Regions from separate parts of the Mus musculus genome. Here regions 2, 3, 4 and 5 are each linked to region 1. Evidence: chromatin contacts called from public ChIA-PET and promoter capture Hi-C data. All regions are on one chromosome and are shown on one strand. Each heading gives the region's core, a stretch centred on a gene start, on an enhancer-like site or on the middle of the called end of the contact. The rest is flanking DNA. Distances are from core to core; before and after follow the strand shown.

The links. Promoter capture Hi-C pulls out the DNA fragments that hold promoters and counts their contacts. ChIA-PET counts read pairs in DNA pulled down with a chosen protein or histone mark.
Region 2: a contact with region 1 is called in a promoter capture Hi-C map of pre-B cells, with 3 times the contacts expected there. The contact joins the promoter of 1700096K18Rik here to the promoter of Abcf2 in region 1. A contact is called at or near these places in 6 of 39 promoter capture datasets (the 3T3-L1 cell line, the C10 cell line, erythroid cells and 3 more), 1 of 115 datasets of contacts at active chromatin or transcription factors (memory CD8 T cells) and 2 of 9 other capture datasets (adipose tissue and liver).
Region 3: a promoter capture Hi-C map of pre-B cells shows a contact between it and region 1, with 4 times the contacts expected there. The contact joins the promoter of Rint1 here to the promoter of Abcf2 in region 1. A contact is called at or near these places in 7 of 39 promoter capture datasets (the C10 cell line, embryonic stem cells, erythroid cells and 3 more), 7 of 484 Hi-C or Micro-C datasets (CD4 T cells, LSK cells, embryonic stem cells and 4 more), 1 of 115 datasets of contacts at active chromatin or transcription factors (bone marrow-derived macrophages) and 2 of 9 other capture datasets (adipose tissue and liver).
Region 4: a promoter capture Hi-C map of pre-B cells shows a contact between it and region 1, with 3 times the contacts expected there. The contact joins the promoter of Fam126a here to the promoter of Abcf2 in region 1. A contact is called at or near these places in 3 of 39 promoter capture datasets (liver, pre-B cells and stem cell-derived epiblast-like cells), 4 of 484 Hi-C or Micro-C datasets (CD4 T cells, CD8 T cells, the HPC-7 cell line and 1 more) and 1 of 115 datasets of contacts at active chromatin or transcription factors (memory CD8 T cells).
Region 5: an RNA polymerase II ChIA-PET map of memory CD8 T cells shows a contact between it and region 1, with 8 read pairs. The contact joins the promoter of Prkag2 here to the promoter of Abcf2 in region 1. A contact is called at or near these places in 3 of 39 promoter capture datasets (hippocampal neurons, liver and stem cell-derived epiblast-like cells) and 1 of 115 datasets of contacts at active chromatin or transcription factors (memory CD8 T cells).

What each region holds. Positions count from the first base shown.
Region 1 is chr5:24,575,537-24,580,351 of GRCm38.p6, forward strand. Abcf2 (ATP-binding cassette, sub-family F (GCN20), member 2) reads right to left here and starts at 1,931. Exons shown (of 14, transcript NM_013853.2): 1 at 1,811-1,931; 2 at 983-1,191. The coding sequence starts at 1,151.
Region 2 is chr5:25,527,609-25,532,423 of GRCm38.p6, forward strand. 1700096K18Rik (RIKEN cDNA 1700096K18 gene) reads left to right here and starts at 2,410. Exons shown (of 1, transcript NR_027388.1): 1 at 2,410-3,858.
Region 3 is chr5:23,785,446-23,790,260 of GRCm38.p6, forward strand. Rint1 (RAD50 interactor 1) reads left to right here and starts at 2,266. Exons shown (of 15, transcript NM_177323.4): 1 at 2,266-2,437; 2 at 2,845-2,890. The coding sequence starts at 2,396.
Region 4 is chr5:24,027,897-24,032,711 of GRCm38.p6, forward strand. It overlaps Fam126a (family with sequence similarity 126, member A), which reads right to left and starts at 2,794. Exons shown (of 11, transcript NM_053090.3): 1 at 2,583-2,794.
Region 5 is chr5:25,097,818-25,102,632 of GRCm38.p6, forward strand. Prkag2 (protein kinase, AMP-activated, gamma 2 non-catalytic subunit) reads right to left here and starts at 2,825. Exons shown (of 16, transcript NM_145401.2): 1 at 2,194-2,825. The coding sequence starts at 2,307. Gm42232 (a long non-coding RNA gene) reads right to left here and starts at 2,186. Exons shown (of 2, transcript XR_880887.2): 1 at 2,036-2,186; 2 at 1-295. 2900005J15Rik (RIKEN cDNA 2900005J15 gene) reads left to right here and starts at 3,158. Exons shown (of 1, transcript NR_027851.1): 1 at 3,158-4,815.

The sequences.
Region 1 (4,815 bases), core at 681-3,180:
ATCCCAGCACTCGGGAGGCAGAGGCAGGTGGATTTCTGAGTTTGAGGCCATCCTGGTCTACAAAGTGAGTTCCAGGACAGCCAGGGCTGTCTCGAAAAAAAAAAACAAAAACAACAAAAAAAGGACCTGGGAATATAAGAAGAAATGAACTTTTTCCTCTCAAGTTAATTTTAGTCAGAGTGTTCTGTCAGAGCAAGAGAGAAAGAAATAATAAAATAAATTTTCTGAGAGCAAACTATGTTTACAGTGTGAGTGAGTAGCTTATTTAATATGGAAAAATGCTACAATAAATCCCCTAAACCTAAGTAACAAAACCATAAATATATTATCAGAAAAATTACATGAAGATATATAACAATATGTTACACATTACTCATTGGTATAATCACTATCCCTGTGACATTAAGAGTACCATATGAGCCAGGGATGGTGGCTCACACCTTTAATCCCGGCAGCTAGGAGGCAGGGGCAGGTGGATCTCTCTATGATTTCAAGCAAGTCTAGTCTACAGAGTTCCAGGACAGCCAGGGTTACACAGAGAAACCCTTCTATCTCCAAACATCTGCCTCCCCCCCCAGAAAAGACAGCACCATATGGTAGAGCCTGTATACTCACCACCATAGGTAGGAAGAAAAACAGGAAATAGTACAAGTTGCCTTCCCTTTTATTGTCTACTGCAGCACCAACCAAGGTAGATCAAAAACTCCCATCTGTGTTTGCCACTTGAATTCAGTTTCCTTCATCAGTAACAAGTTTTAACTCTATGGGTGTGGGTGTCACCAAAAAGTTTCATGGCATATAAAGACATGTGTCTGTGGGTGCTTTACTCTGTTTAAAAAGATGGGGATGTGAGGACAGCCTGGCCTCAAACCTTCATCTTTTTACCTTAGCCTCCCAAATGCTGGAATTAAAGGCCTATGCATCTGCATCCAGATTCTGATCTTGGCTTCGAAAACCAGCTCAGGAAACTCACCCAACCTACCTCCATCTCCTGTGGTCTCTCTGCCATTGGCCTCCTCGATTTTCTCTTCTGCCACCTGAGGTTCTGTGACAGCATCTCCATTTTCTTCATGTCCCTTTCTGGGTCGCTGTCGGGCTTTGGCAGCCTCCTTCTTTTTGGCTGCCTTCTTCTTGGCCAGGTCGGAAGGCATGGTGATGAGCCACAGGGGTAGTTACAGTCCTTTCAGGAGTCTGAAGAAAAGCAAACAGATACTCCAAAATTCTAAACTTACAGGTAAGAATGTCTGAGTGCTATCCCATCCCTCCTTGGAATTTTCCTATCAAGCCTGTGGTGCCCAACTCTTGTCCCCGCCAACTTTGTCCGGGCTTCTCACACTCTCTCGACCGCTCCTCCAGCCTCATCTCCTCCCTTGGGGTTCGCGCGCCAATCCCCACCGCCGGCTTCACTCGGATGCGCTCTTCCCCCAGGGCCTTAGTGAGGGACCGCTCTGCCCCTCGTCTCCAGTTTCCGAACTTGGCGCTCGCGCACCTCTGCCAGCCGCCTCCTTTTCGGTTCTTCGCCAGGAGTTCGTCCCGGACCTCCCTTCCGTCCCTCTCATCCACCCCACCGACTGCGGCGCGGTTTCTCTCCCGGAACCACGAGTCCTCCCCAGCGGGTCCCTAAGGGTCTCTGCGCTCGCTGCCCCTAACCTCCCCCACACCCCGCTCGCCGGCGTCTCTGCCTGGGCCAGTTCTTTTCCCTTTCGGCCCTTTCCATTCCGACCCTGAGCTCCCTTCCGCTTCTCCTCCCGCTTCCTGCTCACGGGTCCACACTCTCCTCCCCTCCGGCGCCCCTTCCCCCTCAACTCACGGGGCCTCGCCGCTCGGCCTCTGTCGCAACAGAGCTGCTCCTTGAGCTCCTCCGCGTGCGGCCGGCTCCCCAACCAATCACGGCCCCGGGCGGCCCTTGGCGCGCTGCCGCGAGGGCTTCTGGAAAATGTAGTTCTCAAATCGTAAGAACTTAGGGCGGGACTCTCCTCCGGAACTACCACGATTCCCAGGTGTTGCGCCGTTCTAGTGACGGCATCAGAACGCGCGATGATTCTGGTTGGGGGAGGATTAGAGTCCAAGAGGCCCGTCCTACCAAGCCGGTTTGAAGAACTGAAAACTGCAAATCCCAGATTGCTCCTCGGAGAGGTGGGCTGGTCTCCCAAAGGATACCCCACCCCTAGCAGATAAATTTACCAGGCTGCTCTACTGGTTTAACCAGCAGGAAGTGCGACTAAGCTTCCCGGCCAGCGTCCTAAGAGTGCGAGACCAAACAATGAGAGAAGAGAGTTAGAAGGTGGAGGGGAAAGAAGAGCGAGTTGCTGCTGGGCAGGTGGCTCTGAAAGTGAGGTAACCCTTTGTAGACCACGCCAACAGAACTCTGTTCGAGAAAGGCATCCTCGTCTCATGGAACCGAAATTGAGAGCCTCGTCCATCGCTAACGAAACTTTTTGAAAGTGCCAGACGCTGTGCTGAACCTTGGTATCTTAGTCAAGAGTTTCTGGGTTCCACCAGAGCCATGCGAATGTGGTGGAAAAATCTAAAGTATAGGACCACTTTGCTGAGTTTAGCTCTATGGACACTTAGTTGTGACTTGTTTCATTTCCTTTGAGTCTCACTGTCTAAAATCTAAAGCAGACTTAGTGTTAGGAACATTATAAACTAGATCTGTAGCCTCATACACAAAACAACTCTACGACCCTTGCTTGCTACCTGTCCAGGGTCCTGTCCACTGGTGTGTCATCACTGATGACACAGAAGGAAGCAAACTTAGTGCCCCTGAGTGCATTCTCAGAAAGTGACCCCCTTTTCCTCTAAGGTCACCATGTTGCCAAGCTAAATAGAAATTAGGCGTGAAGATCATTGAGGGTGGACATCACAAGTAGCTTCAGAGCCTGCCCCCTGTGTCTTTGGCAGCACACTAATTTTAAGATGAAAACGGGCTAAAGAGATGGCTCAGCAGTTAAGAGCACTGACTGCTCTACTAGAGATCCTGAGTTCAATTCCCAGCAACCACATGGTGGCTCACAACCATCTGTAATGAGATCTGATGCCCTCTTCTGGTGTGTCTGAAGACAGCTACAGTGTACTCATACACATAGATAAATAAATGAAAGAAAAGGGAGGAAGGTAAAAGGAGGCTTTGTAACACACACACACACACACAGCTTTAAAAAAAAAAAAAAAGAAAAAAGAAAAGAAAAAGGAAATCCAAATGGGCCTGCCAATCGCCTAAACAGGAAACTGCGGCTGCTAAGGAAGTTGTCTGTTTCAGAAACGAAGCACTAGTATAAAACCCATGTGACCATTGTCCATTCCCACCAATGAGAAACATTTTCTTGGTCCATTGTCCACCTCTGCCTTTGAGGGTGTCCTCATTTTACTCTATGGTAAACTCTGTCTTCATTACTCAGTGCCTCATTGGAATTTATTCAACAGAGATGGCAATGACTGGAAAGCCTAAGGGAGTCTGAATAAGATCCCTGTAAGACACAAAACACTAATCTCACCTCTCTCCCCCAACAGTAGAAGCAGTTCTCCTCTGCTAGAATTTAGAGTTCAGAGTTAAGCCATTTAAATACCACTGACCATGTTCCTAGAATAACCTCCACCAGTTGAGTAGTTCTATTGATATTTCACACAATTGACATGAGCATACACAGATTACAAAGTAGCAAGGAACTTTATTCAAAGGCCAAGTAATATCACAGATGAGAAATGCAGTCAGTCTTGACCACAGGGCACATGAGTGAGTGTCCTCGAGTCTGATGCTTCATTTCATGAAGTCTAAGGAAAAGAGAGGCTGCTTACTACAGAGGGTAATACGAGTGGTTCTCTATTGTAACAGACAGATTTGACTTACATAAGCTTTTGCTCACTACATGCGTCCTGTCCCATGATGCATTCAATCTTTAAAATTGTACTTAATTATTATTATTATTAATTATTGCTATACCACTTGCACATTGATGTCAGACAATAGCAATTTATTGAATTGATTCTGTCCTTCAATCAGGATCAAACTCGGGTAATCAAGCTTTGTTGGCAAGAGTTTTGTTGTTGTTGTTCGGTTTTTAACCTGCTAAGCTATCTTACGAACCCTTTAAAATGTCTTATTTATTTGTGTGTGTGGTGTATGTTCATGTATCTATGAGTCTGTGCACCCATTTGTGTGTGGAAGCCAAAGGAGGATTTTCAGTGTTCTGTTTTGTCACCCTTTGCCTTATTCCCTTGAGAAAAGGTCTCTCACTGAACCTGGAGCTAGGCTGGCAGCCAGCAATCCTCCTGCCTCCACACCACCCTTCATAGCACTAAGGTTACAGCCATATGATCCTTTTTATATGAGCTCTGAGACTTTGAACTCAAGTCATGTTTACGTGGTAAGTGCTGTTAAATCCTGAGCCACGTCCGCAGACTTCTGCATCTGATTTATTTGTATGCAATCCCGAGTGTGCGTAGACACAGAATGATAATAGAATGTCAAAGGACACGGTTTCTCCTATTGCACATGCGCTGAAAACTAGTTCAGACCAGATTATCCCATCTCTTTTGTTTTCAGGATGTGTCCCAAGATGTGTTAAAATAGAAATGAGGTATTATCGAGGGGTCATTAAGGAATATAACTTATTGCCATTATTTAAAGTTGGCCGATACAGACTGGGTTCCCAGATTTTCAACAATGTCTCTGTGCATGGTATAGGCAGGTAGGGATTCTAGGCTGCCCAGTGAATTGTTAGAAGATTGATGGTCCGAACCAAGTGGAGTCTGAGGGTGCTGAGCTATGCTTGCCTGGCTTGTTACTAATCAAGCTCACATGGAGTTTCAGTA
Region 2 (4,815 bases), core at 1,160-3,659, 950 kb after region 1:
GTAACTGGGAGAGGACAGAAAGTACCTGGTTGGGGGCAGGGAAAGGACCCATTTCAGATCAGCTGACACTGAAGGCTGGCCTGAGAAGTCAGAAGAGATGCAGCTCCACACACAAGCCCCGAAGCCTCAAGTGCAAAGTTGGAAATGGGAAGCCCTGAGGGAAGGTTCTCAGTGTGCCTGGACTGCGCAAGCTAGGCACCTACAGAGCTGGGCCTCCCCCAGCCAGGATCCCGGAGCTCTGCAGACCTCGGGATGCAACCTAAAAGGCCACTTCTGTCAACTGGAATGCCTTAATGAGCCTGACAGGGCAATCTGCGGAGCCTGACCTGCATGCACACAAGATCATCTACTTTAGTAATTTTGAAAAAGTCATGGGTGTGGAGAGGGAGTGGCAGAGTAAGTGGGTCAGGGTCTTCTGTGGCCCAGGCTGGCCTTGAACTCCTGATTTTACTCCAGCCTCCCCAGCACTGGGATCTCAGGCAAGACCACCACACTCAACAGCTGTTTTGTTTTTGAGCTGGTTTCAAATAGCTCATACTGACCTTGAACTCCCCATGAGGCTGGCCTTGAATTCTTCCTGCCCCCAAATCCCAAATGCGGAGAGTACCAGAATTACCACAGTGGGGATTAAGACAACCCCCAGAAGACAGGGTTTCAATGCACAGCCCTGACAGGCCTGGGATCTGTAACCCTTCCTCTGCTCACCAGCAAAGGCTAGGCCAGTTTCAAATTTCAACTAAATTTCTCTTGGAGACTACATTGCACTGTGCAGTTTTATCAGTTTATTTCTTCTCTCTCCCCTCCCCCTCCCCCCCACCCCTTGGTTTCTCAGTGTAGCCCTGGCTGTCCTGGAACTCACTCTTGTAGACCAGGCTGGCCTCAAACTAAGAAATGCGCCTGCCTCTGCCTCTCATGAGCTGAGATTAAAGGCATGAGCCACCACTGCCCAGCTTATTTCTATTCTCTAAAACGATTTAAAAAAGCTAGCTCAATTATAGAAAGTACACATGTAAATTTTAAATGTCAATATTGCATAAACAATGGAAATTTGACTGCTACTCAGGAAAGGCAGCCTATTATTTTTGGAGTAACAAATTTGGTCACTTTAGGAACTAAGTCCTGGGACTGCAAAGATGACTCAGGTTCACAGCTCTGGCTCTTCCAGAGGACTTTAGTTCAATTCCGAGCACCCACAAGGTAGCTTGCGACTGTAACTCCGACTGGAATCTAACATCCTTACACAGACATACAGGCAGGCAAAACACCAATGCACATAAAATGAAAATTAATTAAAAAAATTCAATCCCAGGGTGGAGAGATGAAACCTTCTGCAGAGGAGCCCCCAAGTTAGGTGGCCCACAACCAGCGGCTCCAGGAACCCAGCGGCCGCCCTCTCTGGCTTCTGCAGTCAAACCCCGTACCAAGGAACTAGCGAGTTCCAAACCAGTCAGAGATACAAAGGGAGAGGTGAGATCCTGTTTGAAGAAACCTCCAAACCTAAGACACACCCAAAGAAAAGCACTACCCCCACCACCATCAACAACAAAATGTTTGAATGATCTGGGCCGTCCAGTTCCTTTCTGGAACCAAAACCAGCTAATATTGATATTGACGTTTATCACTTAACCCCTCTCCCTGATTTCGAAATGAAGTCTGTTCCACTCAGCCGAATTTAAGGAGAGGTGTGAGGGAATGAAGGCGGTGTGCGTGGGGGCTGGGGAAGAAGGAGTTGAAAGGGGCGGGGTGCGGCGGGGTACAGAGGCAAATGTAGATCGCTGCTACATTGAGTTTGGGACCGGGACCAGGTATCGAGGCCCGGGCTCCCAGACCCAAAGAAAGCAGGAAGAAACGCAGCAAAGAGGGAGGGAAGCCGACAGAAACCGGAATGCCCACGGGAACAAACTCAACAGTGACCAGCTGGAATCCACCGCGGACCATAGGAGGCAAGGCGCCTGGCGCGAGGGGCCAATAGGAGGACGAGCCGAAAGAGGGGCGCTGCAAGGCCAACCCGAGGACCAGCAAGACTGGGGGCGGGGCCTCTGGGACGAAGCCAATGACTGGGAGAGCGGCCTGGGACGCGTGGCCAATGGCAGGGCGAGCTGGGTTGGGGCGTGGCCCCTGGTTTGAAGCCAATGGCAGGGAGTACAGCTTGGGCGAGGCCAGTGGGAGCTCGAGGGTGGGGGAGGAGCCAGACCCGGAAGACAGTGGGGGCGGGGAGCCGCGATGACAACCTGTCAAGTCCACTTCGGGACGAACTAGGTCACGCGCTTCTTGTAGCTCCGGCGCCCCCGCCCCGCGAGGCCCTGCGGGTGGCCCCGGGGCCGGGCCGCACCGCTTCCTCTTCCTGCCCGCGGGGGTGGGGGCGGGGCGGACACCTGCCGTTCGCCGGCCCGCTCCAGCCTTCGGGCTGCCGAAGGTCTCCTAGCCTTCGGGCCAGTGCCCGCCGATCCTCCGGGAGCCAGGTCCGCGATCTCCGGCGCCCGCCGTGGGCTCGGGAAAGCGCACAGCGCACTACTTGTCGCGGAGGGATCCGGCCCCTGAGTTACCTGTTCTCCACTCGGAGCTGACCTCGGTCCAAGGGCCCGCAAGTCCGCCTCACCGAGAAGTAATACAGGTTCGGATCCGCGCCGCCGACCTCACAATGGCGCGGGCGTCCAGCCACTGTCACGCAGCATCCCGTGCGATTATTCGCCCAGAGCCTCACTGCTTAGGGGACCACGGCGGGGCCCTTCTCCCTCTCGCTCATTCAGAAGATGAGAACGTCCCCGCACGACACAACGACGCTGTTTTAACAATACCCAACTAACTCTGCTCTTCCAAACTGCACACACTTAAAGGTGACATGGCCACAGACGCTGGGTTGCAATACTACGCTGGAATTCTGCACTAATTATTTAAAAGCTTTCTTACAGTACTACAGCGAAACGACCGGTTACAAACCTTTCATTTTCGTTCGAACACCGTACTCTAACCAATGGATATTTTGTGAATACTTCTATTCAGTATCTCTAGATTTTTAAAAAAAAAAACCCAAATGTAAAGAAAGACATTACCAAATGAGTGGTTCATCAGTGAAATAATTTGTTTTGCCTTTACATTTTAGCCTTTTTGGAAGGCACATTATTTGCAGTATACACAGATATAAATTTTGTACATTTAAAATAGCCTGTATAGCCTTTTTGTCGTTCTTTCTTGAAGCCCCTCCCACTCTGAAGATTCTTTCGCTTCTATTAATTTTAAGTCTGGTTAAAAAAATAGTGCTTGAGGCCATCCTGGTCTACAGAGTGAGTTCCAGGACAGCCATGGTTAAAAGAGAAACCCTGTCTCAAAAAAACCAAAACAAACAAAAAAAAAATAGTGCTTAAATTAAACATAAAAACAATTAGCATTTACATTTGAATAATGCTTCTTCATGTTTATTACCATGTACATTACTAGGAACTGGAAGTCCAATCTTGTAAAAAATTAAAATTCAAGACAGGCCTTTATAGTGAGGTTATTGTCTTTTCATTATAACTCATTTTTTACAGCCAGCTAATTTTCCAGAGGGAATTACTGTTCCTATCTTTAGTCAATTTGGTTAAGAATTCTTTGCCTTTAAATATATAAAAATGTTTGTGTATGATTTTATTTTTCTGTGAGAGCATTAAGGTTAGAGGACAACTTGTGGGCATGCTATTCTTTTACCTAGGAATGGAACGCATTTCCACCCTGTGACAGGGTCTCATGTATCCTTAGATAGCCTGGAACTCACCTGTATAGATCACATTGACTGAAATTTCAGAGATTCCTCTGCCCCTCTATTCCTGGGATTAAAGGTGTACAACACTGCCACCAGCATTAAAAATTGTCTTTATACGTCTCTGGTTTTTTTTTTTTTTTTTTTTTTTTTTTTGGTTTTTCGAGACAGGGTTTCTCTGTATAGCCCTAGCTGTCCTGGAACTCACTTTGTAGACCAGGCTGGCCTCGAACTCAGAAATCCACCTGCCTCTGCCTCCCAAGTGCTGGGATTAAAGGCGTGCGCCACCACGCCCAGCACGTCTCTGTTTTTACATTACCTATATGTAACTGTCCACTGAGGCCAGAAGAAAGTCGTGGATCCCTGGAGCTTGGGTTAATTCCAAAAGGTTGTACGCCAGCTTTTGGTACTGGGAAGTGATCTTGGGTCCTTGGAAGAAGCAGCAAGCACTCTTAACCCAGGAGACAGCCTCCTGGCCACACCTCCCTTTTGTTTTTAATTTCCAAGATTTTGAAGTCTTTTCCCATTGAAGGCTGTTTAATTCTTCCATCTCCTTGGGAATAGAACCCAGAACTTGCCCATGCGCAGTGCGCTGGTCATTCTTTACTGTCAGTTAATATTAAGCAGACTATACAACTACAAAGGTTTTCTTCCTTCAACAAAAAAAAAATACACCTTGATATTAGCAATAAGCAAAGTCAACAGTGTCAAAAACATGAGTATGAACTCCTGTCATGGACTTATCCCATTGGTATTACAACTTATGACTTATCCCATAGGTATTACAATAGGAAGTCATGTTAAACTTCTGACAACTTGCTGTCCATGCTCTGCTGGTACTCTCTCCAGCTCTTCATGACTTTTCTTGCCTTCTTCCCCTGATCAGAAGTGAGATGTTAATTTGTGATCTCCTATAACAAGATGACCAGTGTGTTCTTTTCTGCACCCATAAGTCTCAAGAACTCTTGTTTTCTTTCTTCATTGCCCAAGTCTGCTGCCTCCCAATTGCTAGGTACAAGATTACCGCCGGGGGAAGCTGAACGCTTCACCTCGTGCATGCATATGAGACTCCTGGG
Region 3 (4,815 bases), core at 1,016-3,515, 790 kb before region 1:
CACATCTTTGTCCACAAGTACACAGCGGAGAAAGTCAGGAATGGTGTGGGCTTTTGAAACTTCAAAGCCAACTGACTGTGACAACCTTGTCCAACAAGGCCACACCTCCTCCAACAAGGCCACTCCTCCTAATGCTTCCCAAACAGTTCTATCAACTGGAGACCAAGTATTCGCACACATGAACCTATGGGGGCATTCTTATTCAAATCACTACAGTCACATATATTTAGTTCAGACTTGTGGCTTCTACATTGTCTTCCTCTAAGATTATTCTCTGTAGTTACCTACCTAAATTCTTTCATTTGTCTTTAATCATTTTATTAATTCTTTCTTTCTGTTTTTTTTTCCTTTTTAAGATAGATGCTCAGTATATAGCCCAGGCTAATCCCAAATTCAAGAGCCTCCTCCCTCAGTCTCAAAAGCACTGCAATTATAAACTTGTGGCATCATGCCTAGCCCATTTCACTAATTCTTGTACAGCTGCACATTCTTGGGGCTAGGGTAAATTAATACCTTAATGTCCTAAGGTCAGCAGACTCAGATACAGCTATATGGTATAATATAGCCTAGATCCTGTTTTAATTTTAAATTTTTAAATTTTATTATTTTTATTTTTTAAAGTGTGTGGATGTTTGCCTGTATGTGTGACTGTATACCAGGTGTGTGTCTGGTGTCCAGAGAGTTCAGAGAGAGAGTCAGATACCCTAGAATTGAGTTACAGACAGAGAGCTGTCAGCTGCTGCGTGGGTGCTAGAAAGTGAACCTGGATTCTCTGAAAGAGCTGCTAGTACTCTTAGTTGCTGAAGCCATCTCTCCAGATCCTGTTTGTCTGTCTGTCTGTTTGTTTATACGGGGTTTCACTATATAGCTCTGTCTATCCTTCAACTCACTATGTAGATGAGGCTGGCCTTGAATTCATAAAGATTCACCTGCCTCTGCCTCCTGAGTTGTGGGATAAAAGGCATGCACCACCATACCCGGCTCTTATTTATTTATTTTTTTTCATTTTATGTGTATGGGTGTTTTGTCTGCATGTATGTCTACACCTCAGTGAGTTTTCTTCTCACGGAGTAGTTTCTGTTTCCTCTAAAGATTTTTGTTTGTTTGTTTGCTTGTTGTTTTTTTTTTTTCTGTTTTCTCCCCATTTGTTTGGTCTCAAAGGCATTGCCTTCCAGGGTTTGCCTGTCAAATTTCCATGTTCTCTACCTATCCCTTGCTTCTAAGTAATTCAGTTCCTCCTCCCTGGAAAACAGTAGAGGTTTAGGGGGCTTTGCCCAGCAAACTGGATGCCAGATTTTGAGTGCTCTTTCTCTGTCTGACTCCCAGAATGTTTCAACCCTCCTACAAACAGATCTGGACCTTCCAGTTCGAAAATATATGAAGGAGTGTTCCTTTTGTCTAGCTGTCCTTCAAAGCTTACTCTTGAGTCTACAAAAGAGGTTACTTAGTCCCTACCTTTTAAATGGAGTATTTTTTTCTGTACAACGCTTAAACAGTAATAACTATTAGTTACAGGCTGAGGCAGGCGGATTTCTGAGTTCGAGGCCAGCCTGGTCTACAGAGTGAGTTCCAAGACAGCCAGGGCTACACAGAGAAACCTTGTCTCGAAAAACCAAAAATAAATAAATAAATAAATAAATAAATAAATAAATAAATAAATAAATAAATATTAGTTACCTTTGCACGTAGACTTTTGTCTCTCTAAGACTGTGAAATATAGAAAGAGCACTTTGACACTCCTACCTAGTACCACGTGGGCCAAGTATGGAACTCCGGTGTCTTGGTGGCAAATGCTTTTATGCGCTGAGCCATTTTGAGATAGGTGTTGTTCTAGCTGATACCGAATTCACTTTATAGAGCAAGCTGGCAGGGACTAGTGGCAATCTTCCCGCCTCCGCTCCCGACTTGTGGCTCACCATCCTAAGGGTATCATGAGTATTTTCTCCTCCCCTCCTTCCTCTCCCCTCCTTGAATTCAGTGTGTAGCTGGAGTTGACTTTGAACTACTGGTTTTCCCGCCTTCACCTCCCAAACGGTGGAATTCCAAGTGTGAGACACCATGCCAGGGCCGAATTTTATTTTTAGTAACTCCAAAGAAGTGGAGAGAGCTCCTGCACAGAACTCAGCAGCCTGGGAAGCAGTAGGGCTGCCAGGTTCCCTGAGCGGCCAACATGACATCCAACCAGCAGGGGGCGCCACAGAACAGGACAGCGGCGCGCAGATATGCCTCTCTAGGCCAAGAGAACGGAACCAGAGAGTCGGTGATAGGAAGTCGAGGTGGCGCTCAACCCTGCGTCCCAGAAGGCTGGTCTGGTCGCCCAGTCTGTGTGTTCCCTAGCCGGACTCTGCAGGCCGGGCTGGCGGTGCATGGAATCCAGAATTCGTGCGGAGGCAGGATGCTTGCGGCTGACGATATCGGCGAAGTGCCGGCAGCCCCGGTGAGGCGTCCCTGGAAACCCGGGGAAGGGACGCTGGTGACCCTGCGAGGTGGCACAGACCCCACCTCCGCCCCGGGGACAGGTTACCTTGGAAGTGGTTTGGCGGTGGTTCCCACGGCCGGAAGCAGGCAAGGGAGTCCCTGGGGAGGTAGTCACAGTGCAATGTCCGATGTCCCAGAAGATGACAGTTTTGAGAGTTGGCGGGAAAGTGGCCTCGGTGCCCGGGCAGAGTAACTCGGACCCTGGGGAGGTGGTCCAGACCTCTGGGAAGGTGGCAGTAGTGTCAGGCATGCCCCTGGGAGAGGCGCCTAGGACCTCTCCGCCCGTCAGTATGGGACCTTTCGGAGCGCTGTATGAATTCCACTTACTTCAGTCTAACTTGTTTGCCACACCTGTTTTTCTGCCAGTGCTGCCCCGAGAGTGGTGACGAAACGAAGAACACAGACGTGAAAAGTAAGCAGGCTTTAAACCCTTAGTTCTTTTTGTCTAGCTGCCCTTCGAAGCTCGCCTTTTCAGAGTCTGCAAAAGAGTTTCTTAGTCTGCTATCTTTTCAATGGAGTATTCTTTCTGTACAATGTTTAAACAGTAATAAATATTAGTTATCTTTGCACGTGGACTTTTGTCTCTCTAAGACTGTGAAATATAGAAAGAGCACATTGACGCTCCTTCCTAGGACAGTGACTGGTTTGGCTTCACTGGGACCTGCCATTTTAATGAACTGTCAGCTCGTTATCAGGTATTTAGAGGGGTTATGCTGGTCACTGTTACTGGGTTCTAGGAAGAGGTTTGATAATAGGTTAATTGTACTTTTGCCTTCAGTGAGTAAGTAATTACAGTTTGCTGCAGGTAGCCCACACCTTAGGTCCCAGGGCTTGGTCTGGGTAGGTGACATGGAAAAGACCCAGTACCTAGGACAGGAAACTATGTCAGACTCCTGGATATTTGTTATTTCACTTGAGATAAGCGTAGCAGGTTATTAGGAATCCAGCACCCTGAAGGGGCTGTTTTTGTTTCTCTCTCTCTCTCTCTCTCTCTCAATCTCTCTCTCTCTCTCTCTCTCTTTAACCAAGGTGGAGCGTAACCCAGGTTCGCCCCAGACTTTTGTGTGACTAAGGATGACCTTGGACTCCAGATCCACAGTCTTCTATTTCACAGATGTCACATGCCCAACCTCTTTAGGAGCTTTTGAAGTATTTTTTAAAGATTTATTTATTATTATATCTATGTACACTGTAGCTGTCTTCAGACACACCACAAGAGGGCGTCAAATCTCATCATGGGTGATGGTGAGCCAGCATGTGGTCGATGGGACCTGAACTCAGGACCTTTGGAAGAGCAGTCAGTGCTCTTAACCTCTGAGCCATCTCTCCAGCCTGAAGTATTTTTTAAAAAGCCCTTATGTTAACAGTTAAGCTCAGTGACCTTGACAGTAAGAGAAAGGGTGCCCACATTTCCATGTGGCTCCCAGGAGGAAGTTTGCTCTTACTGTTGGCTTCTGATAAGCTTGAAAGATGGCTTGGTGCTTAAGAGTGCTTGCTGCTGTTACAGGGGACCTGGGTTCAGTTCCTGGAACCCACGTGACAGCTCAGTACTTCAGTCTTAGAAGTCTAAATGTACAGTCCTGCCATCCCAGGGCTCTTGCTCACACATGGTACACATAAACTCACGGAAGCAAACACCTGTGCACATAAATCAAATGAACAAATCCTTAAACAAATAAATAATAATTAAAAAAAATAAAACAAAACAAAACCCAAAGCCTGAAGTGGCCTGGGAAGTTAAAGTGCCAGAGCTCTTTCTTGCCTAGAACTTTGGGAGCCCTGGGTTTGAACTTGAGCCCTACACCACCAAACAAACAAAGCAGCAGACAGAATGGGCTTAGCAGTTAAGAGAATTTGATATTCTTCAGAGGAGCTGACTTCACCTACAGTGTGGCTAACAACTGCTTGTAACTATAGTTCTAGGAGATTCAATGCTCTCTTCTGGCCTCTATGTACGTTGACTAATGTGGTAAACAGACATACATATAACACCTACACACATAAAATCTCAAAAGTTTAGGAAATACCTGCCAGCCCATTTGTAAACCAAAAGGGGAAAAGCAGAACAAAACAAAACAACAAACAAACAAACAAGGAAACAAACCAAAAAATGCAAACAAACTTTCTCTACTTTTGTCTGCCCAGATGCCTTGACTCTTGACATCAGCCGAATTGTCATTTTAGAGCGTCAGGTGCAAACTACTTCGTTAAGGACTTTGTCCGTGTCTTCAGTGGCTCAGTTAACTGCTGTGCGACAGTGTGCAGGCTCTTTATAAAAAATGAAAGGGAAGAGACATAAAAATCTGCCAAGCCAGGTGTGGCTCACTTCTGAAATCC
Region 4 (4,815 bases), core at 1,544-4,043, 550 kb before region 1:
GTTGTCTCCGGCTCCCCAAGGACTAACTAGGATTAATCACCTCATACCCACCGGCAGAGGTTTTGCCTTGACGCTGCTCTTTATTCATGCATGCACAAACATGAAATTCTTTCGACCTATGCTCTACTGTGGGGGGCTTCTTATAAAAGACTTACTTTACATGTCTGAGTGTTTTTTTCTGCAAATGTGTGTGAAAAACACGAGTGCCTGGTGCCTCTGAAGGTCAGAAGAAGGCATCTAATCTGGAACTGGAGCTAAGAATGGTTGTGAATAGCAACCATGTGGGTACTAGGAACCAAACCAGAGTCCTCTGCAAGAACAAGTGCTCTTAATTACAGAGCCAGTTCTCCTGCCCCTCAAGTGGTTTTTCAACCATGTTCACACATTAAAAATATCTAGGAAATCAACAATATGTTTAAAAACATAAACTTTACAGGAAAGTATCCAATACCAACAGAAAGTGTTCCCTAAGAATCAGAAGGAAACAAAGGATACAAACAATCTTAGGAGGTGATATGTGGGTTTGTTATTTTAATTGTGGCAATGATTTTATAAATATTAACATATTAAATATTAAGTGTCACAATTGAAATATGTATGTATTATACTTCAGAGAGTTCTTGTTTAATTAAATGCTGTTGTCTAGGTCCTATCCTGCCCTTGCTGGAAACAGGGTGGGGAAGGTTCCTTCTGAGAGTAAAAATTTTAAGTTCTGCAAAATACTATATGTGGCCAAGACAGAGAAATGCTATTCCATAGCCAGCATTTTCTCCTTTCTTTCCTTCCATTTTCTTGAAAAGTCTCACTCACACATCTCTACTTTATTGCCATAAGTAATCTTATGACTGGTTTTGGAGCTACACTCTTAAAAGTCACCTATGAAGATTTCTTAGGCTTGATTACAAATAGGCAACAGGATGCTGAATAAAAGTGAACTAGAAGATATACTTAAACTTATTGTCAAAATTACACCATTCTTTAAAAATGTAACCAAAGGGGATTTTATAAAATAGAAGAATAAAAACAAACAAAAAAGTAGAAAAAGGAAAGCAGGGTCCTTCAGTATGGCTCTGGTGGTAAAAGCTCTTGCCACCAAGCCTGATGAAAGGAAAGACAGAACTCTGTCTGCATTGACCCAACCCAGTCTCCACCTGGCATGCATACCCAGAGACTGTAGCTACTGATTATTAACGGGATTTCTAATTTGTTTCTGGAAATAATGTTAATAAATCAAATGACTGTAAAATGAGTCAATTGTAGAGTCTGGTTTCTAAATACATGCTGGGCTTCCCCCTTACTACTAAAGTGAAATTATCTGAATACTTGATTTTGATACCACTCCTGACAAAGAAACCTTTCCCCTTTCTTGTCCTTCAGTGTACTTCAAAAACGTGATACAAAGAGTCATCTTATAAACCTTAAAATGTATTCACCTAAAGGGGAAAAGTGGTCACAAACGATCGGGGGTGGGGGTTGGGGGGAGGAGGCTGGTGCCATTGGCAACAGAGCAGTCCTAGGAAAACACACCTCCCAGAACTATCGCATTGTTTCAAGGTTACCCTAATCTTTGTGGCTTTATGTAGATAAAAGTTGTAACAACTGAAAACCTCAAACTGCAACGCGTGGCATGAACCACAGGGCTGGCACATCTCCTGCAAAACCTACCTTGTTACCCAAAGGACACCCAGTGTACAGAAAGCCAGTGTTACCCTGCATGCAACCAGTAGCAGTCTCTGTATCGCAGCAGCACTCCCCCTACCTGAGCAGTGGAGCCGCTGCCCGCGTGCAATAGCGTTTTATCCCAGAAGCGATTCAGTGCAGTGCAAAACCACTAGGGCCAAATTCTTCAGGAACCTCTAAACTCTAAAGGTACAAAGCAAACACATGCACGCTGCAGGGCAGAGACCCAGTTTTGCTGAAGCTTGCAAACCTGGGGTGTTTTCGTGCGGGGAGGGGGGGGGCAAGGAAGGAAAAAAGAACGAAAGGAAGAAAAGAAAGAAAAAAGAAAGAAGCTTACAAAAAAACAAAAACAAAAAACCGTTCAGTGGACAGAAAACCCTGTCGATCCTCGAGGGCGGTCACAGCAGCCGCAGAAGAGGCAGAACTCCAGGGTCCAGCGCGGCGCAGGCAGAAGAGGAGCTCTCCTGGTGGTGGACAGACAGACCGGTCTGGCACTCCGAACCCCCAGCCCCACGGGATTCAAGACCCGAGCGAGCACCGCTCTGAAGAGCACCGGGTCTGCGGAGCCAGCGTGGGCGGCGAGGCCAGGCTTTGGGCGGCGCGGACGGGTGGGCAGTGGCCATAGGCTACGGTGGGCTCTGTGCTAGGCCGACCCTGGGGCACCCCCAGCTCATCGCCCAACCGGGAACGGAGCCTCGTTCACAGCGGGCAGCCGGCCGCGGCCAACTTAGGGTTCTCGGGCCGCGCCTCGCGCGGGAGCCGTTACCCGCAACGGGCCGCCGCCCCAGGACGAAGTCCTACCCGCCGCCGGCAACAGCTTCAGCCCCGCTCCTCCCAGACCAAAGAAAGTTCTCGGTCTCCCGGCGCCTCAGGGGCCGGCGTACGGCTCGCGGCAGACTCACCAGAGCAGCTCCGGACCTACCGCGGCCTCCCCCCACGACCACGGCGACCACGGCGACCACGGCGACCGGGCGACTGCGCTCCGCCGGCAGCCGCGCCACCTGCCCCTCTCCTTCTAGCAGCACGAGTCCGGGCGAGCCATCTTCCCTCCTCTCTCTGACTGACAACCCAGCCCGGACAGCCGCCACTGCCGCCAGCCTCTCTGACAGGCACCACCAGAGACCCGTCCCCAAGCAGCCAACCACCACCGTCCCACACTGGATCAGCCTATCACTGACCCCCAGGGTGGGCCCAGAACAACTTCTCCACCAATGAGAATCTGAAACTATTGATGGGGGGGGGGCGATTTGAGTGGGCGTGGTCTGCGCGATGGGCGTGGTCCGGGAACGCCCAGGGGAGACGATTGACTGTGTGGTTAGTGGTGACAACTAAGAAGTTCCATGAAGGTCTCAGGATCTCTCTGAGCCCTTTAGACCTTAAGTCTTACCAGATGCTTTAAAACGTAATCAGAAAAGGACAGCAAGCTGATATTCAATTACTCGAATCATTTCCCAAAAGTATATCAAAATTTGACCGGATTCTGGGGGGTGTGTGTGGGGTGTGTGTGTGTGTGTGTGTGTGTGTGTGTGTGTGTGTGTCTGTGTGTGTGTGTGTGTGTCTGTCTGTCTGTCTGTCTGTCTGTCTGTCTGTCTGTGTCTGTGTGATTTCGGAAATAGCAATTAAAATACTACCTTTTCTTATGTTCATTGCTTTTGACTTTAGCCTTGAAAATTTCAAATATGGTGTCTAAAAGACAACTGAAGAGTTAAAAAAAATATTACTGCTTTTGCACCCATGTGGAAGCTCACAACCTCTATAACTTCAGTCTCAGGGGATCAGTAGCCCTCTTCTGGCCTCTGCCCTCATCCAGGTACACATGCACCTAACACACACACACACACATAAATTAAAAGAATTTTAATAGTAAAAGGGAGGATGGAGAGTTGGCTCAGAGCTTAAGAGCACTTGCTGATCTTCCAGATGAATGGGGTTCAGTTCCCAGCACCCACATCAGGACTCTAGTACAGCAGATCTGACACTTCTGGCCTCGAAGGTATCTGCACACATATGGTACACATACATACATACACACTCAGCCATACATATATACACATTAAATAAATAAATATTTTTCTTTAGAAAAAAATTAAGTATATTTCTCTACTTTTTTCCATAAGCCATTTTTCGTCTTCCACACCTACTTATCCTACAGATAACGTTTTATATATATATATATATATATATATATAGCCAATACAGCATATGCTCCGAGCTCCCCCTATTACAACCCTCTCAACTCAAATCTGGTTGAATTAGAAAGAAAGAGAGAGAGAGAGAGAGAGAGAGAGAGAGAGGAAGGAAGGAAGGAAGGAAGGAAGGAAGGAAGGAAGGAAGGAAAGAAAGAAAGAAAGAAAGAAAGAAAGAAAGAAAGAAAGAAAGAAAGAAAGAAAGAAAGAAAGAAAGAAAGAAAGAAAGAAAGAGAGGAAGAAGGCAAATTTCAACCTGGAAGAAAGGAAGTCATTCTAAGTTAATGCTAGAGATGACAAAATGTCTCCCAAAACACTAAGCAAGTTTTTAAAACATACCAAAGAAATAATAAGCACATATTATATACATATACACATACACATATACATATATATATATTGAACATTGTATATACATATGTATATACATACATGAAGTCAACCAGGCCATGTTGTTAGGCTTCATTAAGCACATTGCAAAAACAAGATGATGGTGTTAAATCCAACACAACCATGCCCAATGGGCAAAAAGAACACAAGGCAAGAAAAATGAAGAGTTCCACAGGGAAGATGTCTGAGTCTATCTGAAAAGATGGGTACATCTGAGATGAAAGGGCAAGCCTCTACTCCCAGCTACCAGCACATGTTTGAGGCTAGCCTGGGCAACTTGGTAAGAGCCCATCAAAATTATTTTTACAAAGGGCAGAGGGTAAAGTTCAGCTGTAGAGCACCGGCTGGTATGTGCTAAGCCCCAAGTTCAATATTTAGTACCAAAAAAACCAAATGTTTTAAGTCAAGGGCCATTTCAGAAAGAGAGCAGCATGCCCTAAGTCACAAAGTGGCCAGGAAGCACAAGAACGAGTGTGGCGAAGGGTGAAAGGTCACACACCAGCTTACAGCAAAACTAGCTATAGGCATGATAAAAGATGCTTACACCAGCACCATTCAC
Region 5 (4,815 bases), core at 1,575-4,074, 520 kb after region 1:
TGTATGTTGTTTGAAATCCAATTCCTTCAAAGTCCTGCTGATCTGGTCTGAGAACATTCCCTTCCCTCCATGAGACACTGTCTTCTGCTGGATTCAGAAGCGCATGTCCTCTGTGTCTGAAGTGGTTCTGCCATGGTTGTCACTCTGGTCCCCACATGCAGCTGTTGTGGAACTGACCTGTCACCTTATGTCCTGGGTTTGTCTGCTAAGCACTGAACCTTAAGTGCCCATTTTCACAGCCTCTCCTGGCACAGTAATCAATAGGTCACCATTAGTGGGTAGATGATAGGAGCCTCTGGTCACATCAGCAAACACATGCACAAGAGAGAATGAGAACACAGGCACAGGTCACATGGTGAACAGCTGGGTGACAGTGGAGTGAAAACTGCTTTTAGTAAAGGCCGGGCCACACCAAAAACATGTCTGAGTGCCCCAGCTTGGACGCTGGTTTTCAGCATGCAGAGTGGCCTGTCAGTCCCTTAGCTGCTGCTGGACTTTGCCCTATACAGCCTTACACATTACCACTCGAAGGCAAGCACACACGAGTGGGGGCGGCTGCTCCATTTGGACTCCATTCACGGCAGCTTATTCCGAGGGCACTATTTTCTCTCCCCTGCCATCCCATCTTTTCTCCTCACCCAGCTGCCATTTGTTTGTTTGTTTGTTTATATTGAGACCTATTTGTTATCTAGCCCAGACTAGATCTCTTCCTTGCACTCTGACACCCATGTGATAACCATGAGAGCACAGCGTTTTACACTGTAAGGAGCTTTTCCGTTTACTACTTTATTTCAACCTCTCCAAAAGGTGGACAAATTGGCACCATTTTTTGAGACAAACAGGACAAGCTCAGTGGTTAAAGGGCAGCTCAAAAGGTCACCGTGAAACGGATCTTAGCAGCAATGTCTAACTTTCTATTTCAATAGTTTTAAAATGTCTTACATAGGCAATGTAATAAGTATTTTCTCAAATAAAATTCATATCCCTATATGTTTAGGTCACCGTGGGACTCATGAATTGTCCAGATGCCCAACTTTAAATTGCTCCCCAAAGTACCCCCATTAGCTGTGTGTGGGGCTCCAAGCCCCAAGACTCCACTCAGTACCACATTCCTGGACTGGAATTAAATGAAGATAGGGGCCCTGAATCTAAAAGGAAAGGCTTGGGACAAGCAATGGGAAAAGCCTAGTACTCATTCTTCAGGGTAGTGCTGGCAAGCGGTGCTGCCCATGCTGTGCAGGGTTCAGTGTAGATGCCACCAGGTATCACTGGCAGGTGGGGCTCATGGAGCTGTCCCACACTGCTTAGCATGTTCATTTGTAAAAACCATTGCTTGCTTGGTCGCTGCCAGGATGTAGCCAAGTGGGGTTTCCCTTTGGGTAAAGCTAAAGGCTGGGGTACACCTCCTGAGAATTGATCCCCCTCTACAGAGAGGAGAACAAGTGCCCTTGGGCTACCAGCTAGGGCAAACCAGACTGATGCTCAGCACTGAGCAAGCTATTCTGCATGCTGCTCCCTCCGGCTGTTTAAGTCAATGTCACCAGAGTCCAACCAAGGTGGCAGGGTATTCTGGGCTGAAGTTAGCAATAGCCCTGTATAGTAAGCCGAGAAAACCTCAAGCCCCCAAATTCCACGAGGCACAAAATATTCCTGGAGTCAAACCACGGGAATCACTGCAAAGGGCTCCAGCCGCGACTCACATGCATCCTGAAATTGGTGTGGAGGGAGAGCTATTTGGGGGTGCTGCCTCACCGTGGCACCCCGCGATATTCCCACCCACCACTCCTTTCCTCAGTCCCCGGTGGCGGCGGCGGCTCCTCAACTCACGCTTCCCCGCACTTCACAAGAGGTCCTTTTCAACAAAACAACACAACTCACCACCCCCCTCCCCAGCACCCGCACCGGCCCGATCCAGGGCTACGCCCAGTCCGCCACCAGGCTTTGCGCACCCGGGAGCGCGCTTCTCGTACTCGCTTCCCAGCAGACACCCTTGCCTCTGTCCTAGACAATCCCATAGCTCCACTATAGTACGGACCAAGATCCAATCTCGGGCTCTGCGGCCCAGCTTGGGCCCTGCCCCTCCCCCTCCCCAGCCTCCCGAAGGGACAGGAGGGACAGGACGGCGCGCGCAGAGTGTCCCTTGTTAACCGCCTAGGCGCCGCGGGAGTCTGGAGCTCCAGGGATGGGACTCACCGGAATGTGCACTCGCAGTGACCGCCTCTTCAGGCTAGGGTTCTTTTTGCCACTGCTCCCGCCCGGGCTGGAAACCTCTTTCTTCTTCTTGGTGTCCATGGCTGCGCTTCCCATAACTTTAGCTAGAAGTTAATTCCGGTGCCTCGTCCCCGGGGTTCGGTCCCCTCGCTGCCTCCCAGGACTGCTGCCGTTACACTGGAGCCACGCGCTTTTTATGACTGTCCTCCCACCCTGAAAACACCTCGTGGGGACTTCCGCGGGGAGGGCGGGTGGCGCAGGTAACACGCGGGGCTCCACCCGAGGGGCTGGCAGTCCGCGGAATGCCGGGTTGGAGCGTCCTCTTTCTCCTACGGAATCATTGGGTGCAGAGTCTCGGCCCGTGCTACTTTTGGTTACGCGTGGCAGAAGTCTTGTGCTGGGTGATAAAGTTTTCCTCCTTCTGCAAAGCGAAGCAACATTTTCCACCTCTCGGCTCCTCCCACAAATTCCCAGAGGTAGTCGGCCAGGCAGGTGCAATTAACAACAGCAATTTGGAAAACAGCCTTCTCGTGTCTGTGCCTCGATGGAAACGGTGGCCAGAGACACTTGGTAGAGAAATGCATAACCCTGGGCCGCACAATAAAGCGACAGGGAGCCTGGGACCCGGAGGGCCTCCTCTTTGGGCGAGAGGGAGGGCAGAGGGGGAAGAGGAGGTGCAAAGGCGAAGACTCGTCGCAATTGGGCTGGCGCGTGGCCGCAGGAATAAACTGTGGCGGCGGCTGGCTGGGTTCTGCGGGCCGAAGGGCGCGCCCCAGCCCCTAGGGGAGAATAGGGCAGGGCGCCCGCCCCGGGCGGCCTCTGAGCCGCGGCCCCCGGGACCCGGGGAACTGTGGGGGCCGGGTCTGGCACCAACGTAGGCTCTGGGAGCGCTGGGCGGTGGCAGGCGGCGCGCGCGTTGAACAGGAAGTGCGCGGCGTGCGGCGCCACTGTCCCACTCCACGCGGCCCACGCTGCCCCCGGGTGGTCGCCGTGCACTCTCTGTCTCAAGGTAGGCCAGCTCCGGACTCGCCAGGAGCTGATTCTGATCCATCTGGTTTTGCTGTGTCTCTGTTTAGGTCCAGCCCCCGGAAACACACACCCGCAGCCCGACCACGCCACGATTGAAGCCCCGGGTCAAAGTGGTTCGGGTGACCGCACTCGCTTCTCGCAACGCCGCCCCCCTGCGGCGTAGGGAACCCCATCCTGTCCAGAGCGGCCTGTGGCGTGGTGAGTGCAGGCTTTTCTCCACAACTTGGTTCTTTTCAGATTCATCAAAGATTGCGCAACAAACCTTGATCTTTGGCAAAGGCGCTCTGGTCTCAGTAAATGCTGAAGTCCTAAAACCACGAGAGGAAATGGGTGCGTCGGAGCCTGAAACCAGGGCGAACACGCCACGTGCTCCCGGATCTTCAGAGCCACTGGCTGCAGATCTGGTACTGCGGGCTGCTCAGGGCCCTGGTGTTCCTCCCAGGCAGCAGGACCTTGGCTTCTGGTCTGAGTGAGGGGCGTGCTTCCTCTCCTGCTCAGAATTGAATACCGGCTGACCCCAGTGATCACTCCAGCTCTTTGAAGCTAACATCAGCCCACCTGCTCCCTGTAAACAGTAATACACGGACAGTACCTATAGCATAAACGTGATAGGGGTTCCTTTGACGAAGACATGACACGGGTAAGGAGATGGCCTTTACTCCTCTTCCTGCTCTCCCACCGTAGAGGATGTGGTTACCACTTTAAGACCATGATTTAGTAAAGGACCTGTCTGTCCCATGAGAAACCCATTGCTGGGTCCAGCAATCCCCTGGATTTCCACGGTACCAGCCAAGTTCCTGCAAATTAGGTAAAACCCTACAGCTGGGGGGAAGGGGGCGATCCTTGGTTCATCAGGTAAGTTTGTATACATCCTGCTACCACACTTTCAAAACAAGAATGAAGTACACCTCCTCCCCAGAGCCCCCAACCAGTATCCCTAAGCAGCTTCTGGAGAGTCCTCTGAAGGTTCTAACCCGGTGTCGGTGTCGTCACCCTCCTCCCCAGCCTGGCTCCTCACTAAAGGACTCCCAGGACCCCAAAAGACATCATTCTACTGAGGGTTCAGACTGCTTCTTAGAAGCAGAAGTGAGAGGTTTGGAGGGACGCAATACCAACGTCCAAGGAGGCTACCCTCAGCCACTAAAAAAAGAAAAGAAAAAATCACTCCAGGTTTGTCAAGTGTTCTCTCTCTGTAGGTTGGAATGTTCATCTCTTCATGATGGTGTGCCAGGATGCATAAATGGTACCATGTGATGAGAAAGAAGTGGCTTTGAAAGAAGCAGCCATCAGAAGAGACCAAGAAGACAGAGGAAAGGACTCTGAGGGGAACGTACATGCTCCTTCTATCACCACCTTTCCCTTGGGGTGTGCGTGTGTGTGTGTGTGTGTGTGTGTGTATGTGTGTGTAGCTTGTGTGTGTGTGCACTTGCCTGTGGTAGCTTGTGTGTGTGTGTGCACTTGCCTGTGGTAGCTTGTGTGTGTGTGTATACTTGCTTGTGGTAGCTTTGTGTGTGTGTGTGTATGTGTGTATACTTGCCTGTGGTAGCTTGTGTGTGTGTGTGTGTGTGCACTTGC